Regions from separate parts of the Arachis hypogaea genome. Here region 2 is linked to region 1. The links are chromatin contacts, called in public Hi-C maps. All regions are on one chromosome and are shown on one strand. Each heading gives the region's core, a stretch centred on a gene start, on an enhancer-like site or on the middle of the called end of the contact. The rest is flanking DNA. Distances are from core to core; before and after follow the strand shown. Region 1 holds the start of LOC112712025 (2-oxoglutarate and iron-dependent oxygenase domain-containing protein CP2). Region 2 has its middle 19 kb from the start of LOC112712027.

Region 1 (4,628 bases), core at 1,011-3,510:
TCGAACCCAAGTAAGGTTGAAGGGGAGGGACGCGGTTCCCGTAGATTTGCATTATGTTCCCGCACAACAAACGCATTGAAGCTTGGACTACGGGCCCTACTTATATCCGGACCCGGTGCAAAATCAGCCGCTCCCAGATTTTTCACCCCTTCCACATTATTGGAACTAGACGAGCTTCCGCCAATATCCTGAATATTCATACAAAGCTCCAACGAATATATCGTACCTATGCTGCGATGATAAGAGAACATCATCGACACCTGCTAATCAGATTTTATCTGCATTTTTTGATACGCAAACGAGTTGGCTACTGCAACCGGCATCCTGTAAGTCAGCTTTGTGATTTTTTTTCCAACTATTCCGGTATGAACCAGAATCAGATTCTTCAGATCTTGCAATAGTGTCTGTGGCAGAATCATTATCCATAATGGATCATCGCAAACGAATGTTATCCCTTCTGCTGTATGAGAAATTTTTTCATTGGGATATATAATTAAATACACGTTCTCAGAAGTCATATATAAAACAAACCAATCTGAATACCCAAAAAATTCTAAGAGAGAAAGAAGCTTGTGAACTTGAGAGAATATTGGAGAGTAAGAGGAGAATGGATACAAAATGGCTTCCTCCGTGGTTCATCCAACAGCGTTTATATAGGCACACCACGATCCCATTTCGTGTCCAGTACACTAGAAGTGTTCCAACTCAAGTGCGCTGCAGCTGAATTGGAGCCAACTCCTGGCCGCCATCCCAGATGTCACCCATTTCACGGGTGACAACCACAAAATGGCACCTGGACCATTTCGTGGCCGCCGCCCTAGAGTTGGAACCTGCTGCTTCTTGTTCCATTCCGTGGGCGCTTCACCTAAAATCACAATGAAACCCATTTCGTGGGCGGTGGGCAAGACTTGGGCCTGCATATTTCAGTAACATTTTCCTACAGTGCGTATTCTGGGAATTAAAGTTTTTATCATATCTAATTATATAAAAAGGACAGAAAAACATAGAAAATAAAAATTATATAGTAACATTCAATTATGGGCAAACATAGGGTTTTATCCCAATGAGTTTATAGCTCAAATGATATAATTTTTCTATACTTATCTAAGAAGTTGGGATTTGAGTCTCTCTATCTTTAGTAAAAATAAAAATTTGAAAAAAAGAGAGTTTTATAATATTTTGATCTAGACCCAAAATAAAAGTTATTTTTAACACTTATAAATCAGCTCAAAATATCAAAATAAAAAATTCAATAGTTTTTGAATAAGTAATAACTAAGAGTCTTAATTTATTTTTAATTATTTTTAAATACTAAATGAATACAAAAATATATATTTTTTAAAATTAAAAAAATAAAAATGATAATTAAAAGGACAATTTTAGATTTTCAATAATTTTTCTTTTAAATAAATCTTTTATCAATAAAACATTCAAATATAGACAATTATCTTGGCTTAATGAAATATACATATTATAATTAGTTCTTTAAATTAGTTTTTGAAAAAAAAATAAATTTGTTTTTTAAAAATTTTAAGTCAGTTATTTTAGTCTTTCTAATACTTTCGTTATTAACGATGTTAAAAGACACCGCAATACATACCTAATAATCTTAATAAGCGGCTAACATAATAAATTTATAAAATTAAATCAAACTAACCCCAAATTAAAGAATTTGAGAGTTTTAAGTTCTTCTCTTCGTTTGGTTTTGATTTGATATAATTTCATAAACTTATCAAGTTAATAATTAATTCAATTTTTTTATATGTGTATTGTAATATTACTTAACTTATTTAGGGTGGCAACGCGGTGGGTAGGGGCGGATTTTTGCACTACCCGACCCCGCTCCGCCGTACATCAACGCGTATAGAACTCGTCCCGCTTCTACCCGTGGGTAATAAAATGTTGAACCCTAACCCATCCCGCCTCTACCCGCCTCTATAATTATTAAAATTCAATAAATAAAATTTAATTTCAAAATTTATATAACCATCAACACCTACATAACATAAATTAAAGTAAAAATTTAAATATAATACAATATTATTAATTATTTACTAATTATTTTATATATTATACATATTATATATTAAAATTATATATATTATATATATAGCGGGGCAGATAGGGACGGGTATTACCTAAACCTGCTCTGCCCCTTCTAAGAACCCGCCCCACTAAAAATCTGCCCCGATACCCGCTCTGAACGGGTAGGAATAGAATGAATACCACATATTCGAGTAGTATTGTTATTCCTAAACTTATCACATTAATAAATTCTAATGCCGTTCATAAAAAAATTAACGTAATTAATTTAAAATATTTAGTCACCAAAAAAATTTTAAAATATTTAAAAAATAAATCTGATTAAAAATATATTTTATGACTAATTTACAAAACGAGTGACCCTTCAAATTATATTCTTGGACGAATAATTAATTGTGGTTTTTATGTTGATTAAGATCTTGAGGTTTCAGCAGTGAGAAAGGAGCGACTGACAAGAGAAGAAGAGCTTCCACATGGAAGTGAGTCTGAGTCAGAGACTCTCTTCCGCTCTCAAAAATTGAACGTTACTTGCTCTGAACCCTAAACCACCCTCAATGTTCTCATAACATATAATAAAGCCCTATTCTTTTTCACTCTTTTCTCTCAAAAATGGCTCATCAAAACGGTTCATTTCCCCGCATAACCTATCAGCAACAGCTTCAGCTTCTTCAGCAGCAACAGCAGCAGGTTCTTATTCAGCAGCAGCATCATCTTCAGCAGCGACACCAACAACACCAACGACAACAACAACAACAGCTGGAACAACACCCCCGCGTGTCCACCAACATCATCGCAAACGGACACGTGGCTGGGCCACAGAATCAGAGGTTATCGTTGACGCCATGTTCGACGCGATTGCGCTCGGACCCAAAGCAAGACCACAAGCCCGATAACTACGAAGACCTGCAATTGGGGTTCGACCCACGCGTGTTCAGCTCGCTGGAGCAATACATGCCACCCGACATGCTCAACAAGCCGCGTGATGTTAAGGCTCAGTATATGAGTAGCATTCTCATGCGATATTCCTCTGAGGGTGATCGTGTTCGGGTATCATTCAATTTCCCAGCTTTTCTCTGTTTTGTTCAATTTGTTGGAAAGTAAGGGTTTTTGAATTTGGGTGGCGCGTGGTTTTGTATAAAAACTTGATTTTGATGTTGCCCTTGATTGGAAATGCAGTGTTGCTTTGACTTGGGGAGATTATGAGAGAATTTAGCGGAAGATGTTGTGTATTTATTGTTTTTGGAGTGGGAAAGGAGAAATTTTTATTCTGTTTCAAATTTCAATCCCCTTTTTGCAGTGATATGAATACTTCACGTTTTCCCCCTATTTTGTGCTATGTTTTTGCCTTTGGCGTTATTTTGTTGTTCACATTTTTCACATTTTGTTGTTCTGTGTTGGACTGAACAGATTCAAAAGCACAAGGAATATAGGCAGAAGATCATGTCCACTTATCAAGTAAGTTTTCTTGGGAATGGGTTTTGGTTTGTCCCTTTCTAACTAAATTTTGATGGTTTCATTTATGATCTTTAACTGTTGGAATGCTGTTCATGGGATAATCTAAGACTTCTGATGGAGGCACCTTTTATTTGGCACTTATTTTTTGGAACCTGAAACGATCCCATTTTGATGCCAGAATTTGCTGACCTGAGAACTGTTATCTTGTCTTCTTCTCTATATGTGGCATGTGCGTGCTAATTATTCATGATCTTACCAATTGTTGACTGCACCTTTCTTTTGTAGCCATTATATAAGGAGATATATACCATGGATGCTGAAAACTTTTTTGTGCCCTCGTTTCTCGATGCAATTAGAGAAAATACGGAAGCAGGTTTTAGACGAATACTGGCTGAACCCACAAGAGGAATTTATACATTTGAAATGCTTCAACCAGAGTTTTGTGAAATGTTGGTATCTGAGGTATCACAATTCTTTCCGCTCCCTTTAAAGTGTGTTATCATATCTGCTCTACATTTGCATTTTATGTTTTCTCATCAAGATTTGATTGCTTAGGTGGATAATTTTGAAAGATGGGTCCACGAGTCCAAAATCAAAATCATGCGACCTAATACAATGAATAAATTTGGTGTTGTTCTTGATGACTTTGGCATGGAAAGCATGCTTGATAAACTGATGAAAGATTTCATACGTCCCTTATCACGAGGTTATTTTTGTTTATCTTCATGAGAGACTCAGAATTAACATAAAGAAAAACTAAGTAAACAAGTTCGTGTACTTACCCTTGCAATTTGAAATTTTGTAGTTTTCTTTGCTGAATTCGGTGGATGCTCTCTGGACACTCATCATGGATTTATTGTTGAATATGGGATCCACAGGGATAGAGAACTTGGTAGGTTTTGAAGCTCAGTATTCTTGTGAGTTTCTTATTGCCTAAGGCTTGGAATCTGCAACTTTTTTTTTGTTCAAAGATGAGTTATATGCATGTTGTTTCCAGCAATTCTACTCAGGGTTTAATATTAACTCACTTTACAATACTCTTTATGGTATTTACTTTAGCGTTTAGTGTTAAGAGCTCCGATGATTCTATGAAATGCATAGATGCCAGTCAGATTTGTTGAGTTTAGTAG
Region 2 (4,274 bases), core at 1,458-3,957, 60 kb after region 1:
ACCATAGTAATTATAATATTTTAAAAAGTATTATTAAAATTAAAATAATATTTTTTTTGCTAAACAATATTTTCTATCCTACATTCTTGTCGAAAACATCAACTAATTTGAAGAGTAAGGTGAAAGTGAATTGGACACCATGGTCATTAAGAGTAGTTAAGGCTTAAGAAGCAAAGGTACTTGTAAATATATTCTTAGCACTAGGTTTGTTTAGAATTTTCCTTCACATGGAAAAGTGCATTTGAATAGTTGAGCAAACACATTGAAATTAGGAAGTAAACTTCATAGTGAAGAATTTTCCAAGGGAAACCAACATGCATTACTTCAAGTCTAGTGTGGACTCCACAAAATGGACGTCAACATTTTGAACTAAGGCTATCCGCATAGCATGCGTGTTTGAAATTTTATGAGTATTAGTAGTTGAAGTAAATCTCAACATAACGAGAAAAAGACAATTCAAAATTACAATACATATATAAAAGGGGCTTCAATAAAGCATGCAAAATAGTATTATTTATCCCCAAATAAAAATGCAAGAAACTTGCTAATACGATTGATGTGCCTAGCTATGTATATACTTATTCTCAATTATTGTGTAATGATAATAATTAAGATAATTATTATTCATAAAGGTGAATGATTATCTTCTTGTTTGTCCTCTAGCAAGAAGGAAAAAAAGAAAAGAGGAAAATGGCAGATGGAGAATGAAGTTGAAACGTAATGGATAGCAAAGTCGTTGTCTGAGACACATGAAACACCCTTTTCATGGAGCATGATAATATGGTATGCACCTCAATCATCACCACTTTACTATAGATTTGGCCACCACAATAATAGCTCAAAAAAGAAAACTAAAGCAACAACATTACAAAAGCATAGTTAGAATAAGTCAGCGGTTTTGATTCCTTTTCTCTTCTTTTTTTTTTTTGTTATTTTTCCAATCCACATTAATTTATGCCATGCGGTAACGAGATAAGTCTCAAAGTAGTTCCTAAAGTTGTACTTGAGCCTCAAAGTAATCCTTAAAATTAATAATTTCTCAAATTCGTCCCTGAAATTGCACTCCGAGACACATAGTAGTTATTGAAGAATTTTTCGTTCGTTAGAATCTTAAAACGACGTCGTTTTAAGAAGTTAAAAAAAAAAGAAAGAAACATTAGAAACGACATAGTTTTACATTTATTTAAAAAAATAAATAAATAAAACACGCGAAACTCCATCCTTCTCCGAGCCTTCCCTTTCCCTTCCCCAACCCTTCCCTTTCCCCTTCCCCTTCCCCAATTTGCCCTTTCCCTTCCCCTTCTCTCCCTCACAAGCAAGCTTTCCTCAACCCTTTCTGTCGCCGGCCTCCATTTCGGTGTCGTGCCAATTGTCTCTCCCCTACCTAGTCTTTCACGTTTCCAATCTGCTTCTTCGCACCACCACGAGATCGAGGTGCTCTCCGACCTTGCCATCCAGATTTCACACTTTTTCACTATTTTCAAGCGCTCCGTCAACTGCCCCCAACCCTTCGTCGCTGTCGTCTTCGCTCTCAAACCCGCCGCACTCGCCGGCAACTCCAAAATCCACCAACAGCTTCACAACGAGGCAGGCGCTCCAGGCCACAAACAGAATGTCTCTCACGCTAGTTCCAAGCGCTCTCCATTGTCCCGGCTGACAGCCCCTCCCTATTTGTCGCCGTCTGCTTTCTATTCTCCTCTCTGTCTCCCTCTGCATCCTTCTTCTCTTCTCTGCGACAAAGGTGAGTTTTTTTAATTTTTTTTTAGTTATTGAATCATTATTGTTTAATATTTTGGATGATTATTACTGCTGATAATTGTGTTTTAATGTAGCTGTCATGGTTGATTTTTTGTGTTCTTGATTCTGTAATTATTGCTTGTGATTGTTGCTATTTAGGTTGATTGATGCTAGTTATTTAGGTTAATTGATCTTTTCTAATTGTTGTTGGTTCTCTTTTGTGATTTTTTGTAATTGTTAGTTTTTTTCAATTATGTGATTTTTGTTGTTTCTGAAGATGTTGTTGTTGCTTCTATGAAATTGAAAAAGAAGAAGAACATCAATGAAGAAGAGAATTGGTGAAGATAAAGATTAGTTTTTTTTATAAATATAAAACGACGTCATATTGGAGATTAGGTTTTTTTTTCCAAATAAATATAAAACGATGTTGTTTCGGTCCAGCTCAGTTTTCCATAATAAGAACGGACGGAAATTATTTTAAGAACTACTATGAATTTTGGAGTGCAATTTTAAGGACGAATTTAAAAAATTATTAATTTTAGAAATTATTTTGAGACTAAGTGCAACTTCAAAAACTATTTTGAGATTTATCTCATCCGGCAATTGTAACAAGTGCACTGTAAACCTCACTATCATGATTGGTACAACGAATTCTCCAAATTGAATTTAATAAAGAGGTGTATGTGGCCCAAATTGTGTTGAAATTAAAGGAATGAAGTTGTTGACATTATGAATAATGCCAAATCATTGTGATGTTGCGTCTTGGTTTGATTTTCACTGTGATAGCAAAGAGAAATAAACAAACGTCAAGGTAACGACAATCATAAGAGAAAAACACTATATATTCGTATAATATTATTTAATATGTATTTCAATTAGAAAAATACTACATAATACAGTTTTGATATTGTAGGTTATAAAAATAAGAATTTAGACGATATACCTCAGCATTACGTCATAATTATGTCATTAGGTTTAGGATAATTCATTAATTCTACTTAGTACTAACCCGACTCTAAGCAAGGATAGAGCACGTGCAATGCAACAAGTAAGCGGCGCGTGAGGGGGTCTCTTCCAATGCAAAACGACATTGGATCCCGCATGAATGCAAAAACTCGCATTTCCCTTTTTAACCTTAGCTTCGTGCCATCATTTTTGCCTTTCATTAGCTTAATTGATTAAGAATTATATTAATTATGTAATCACTATTAGAGATATAATTATTTATGTTATATTTTTTTATTAATTTAAATTTTTAAGATGAACGATTTTTTGACATAATATTAAAATTTTATATTATAAAAATTAAACAAATTCAAAAAAAATAATATTATTAAAAATATAATTATTTATATTTTTTATTAATTTAAATTTTTAAAATAAATAATTTTATAATATTTATAATTATTTTTTTAATAATTATTTACGTAAATAATATAAAAATAGTTATTTTTACTAATATAATATTAAATAATTTTATACTAACCGTGCATTGAAATTAAATTTATTAATTAACGTACCACTAATAAGTAATAACAATGTGAGTATGTGTCGTGTGAGTGTGACTATGCATGATGGAATTCACTTTTAGGGTTATAAATATATTGTAAGTTTGTATGTGAACACGGATTTCACATTGATTGGAGAAAAGTTCCTTCACTGTGGGCCTTGTCTTGAAGTGGATGTTGCTAAGCAGAATATAGAATCCAATGTAAGGTAAGCCAACCCACTCCATTCCATGTTTTTTACGTTGTAACTATTTATATGTCTACGTCTAAGGGCTTTTCCATTTTGGGTTATTCTCTTTTCCATCTCCTCGTTGTTCCCAGCACACATACACCCAAAAAGAAAATTAAAAAAAAACACACACACACACATATGTCGGATGAACTGAACTATTTTCGCTTTGCATTTTAGTATTTTATGGATAAATATGTTATATTATCTAAGCCAATTTACAATCTGTAATGAATTGAAAATAATTCTAGAGATGATACTTATCAATTCGCAAAAGTTATAGGGAAATGAAAATCAGAATTTGATTGAATTATCGTTCATAGTAAAGTTTGGATTCATGTGTTGACTTCCTCATTTGACTTGTCCAAAAATTTCACAGATGAATAACTTCAAATTATCAGATGATTATGTGAGTATAATCGTTTAAGGAACTTTCTGCTTTCTTCTGTGAATTTTTTTTTTGGATCCGCTAGGGAGACAATAGACTATTTATACAATATGTACAATGGACTATTAAGTTATAAAATGAACATCCTCCATATTGAACTCTTGACCTTTTGGATCTAGCACTCTAATATCATATCATGATACCACTTATTTCAAAAGCTTCAGCTGATACGAAAAGGTAACACTAATAGTTATATCTCTAATACTCCATAAACCTCCATTATACACATTGTACAAATATTTCATTAGCTCTTCATACTTTCTCTTTTTTTTTCAAGACCTTCAAAGTCCATGGTACATTCTTGTATTTTGAGATAGTGGAGAGATCAATTTGCTAGTAGAGAATTTTCTTA

The links. Hi-C and Micro-C count contacts between places; a contact is called where the count stands out from the background.
Region 2: a contact with region 1 is called in a Hi-C map of leaf, with 7 times the contacts expected there. The contact joins the enhancer-like site here to the promoter of LOC112712025 in region 1. A contact is called at or near these places in 3 of 8 Hi-C or Micro-C datasets (all in leaf).

What each region holds. Positions count from the first base shown.
Region 1 is chr9:112,868,025-112,872,652 of arahy.Tifrunner.gnm2.J5K5, forward strand. LOC112712025 (2-oxoglutarate and iron-dependent oxygenase domain-containing protein CP2) reads left to right here and starts at 2,261. Exons shown (of 9, transcript XM_025764800.3): 1 at 2,261-3,090; 2 at 3,451-3,498; 3 at 3,784-3,960; 4 at 4,054-4,204; 5 at 4,304-4,390. The coding sequence starts at 2,653.
Region 2 is chr9:112,927,819-112,932,092 of arahy.Tifrunner.gnm2.J5K5, forward strand. No RefSeq gene overlaps it. Among protein-coding and RNA genes, the nearest start is that of LOC112712027, 19 kb to the right of the region's middle. Within about 2 kb of position 2,708, at least 2 of the 3 cell types and tissues checked have open chromatin away from gene starts, as enhancers often do.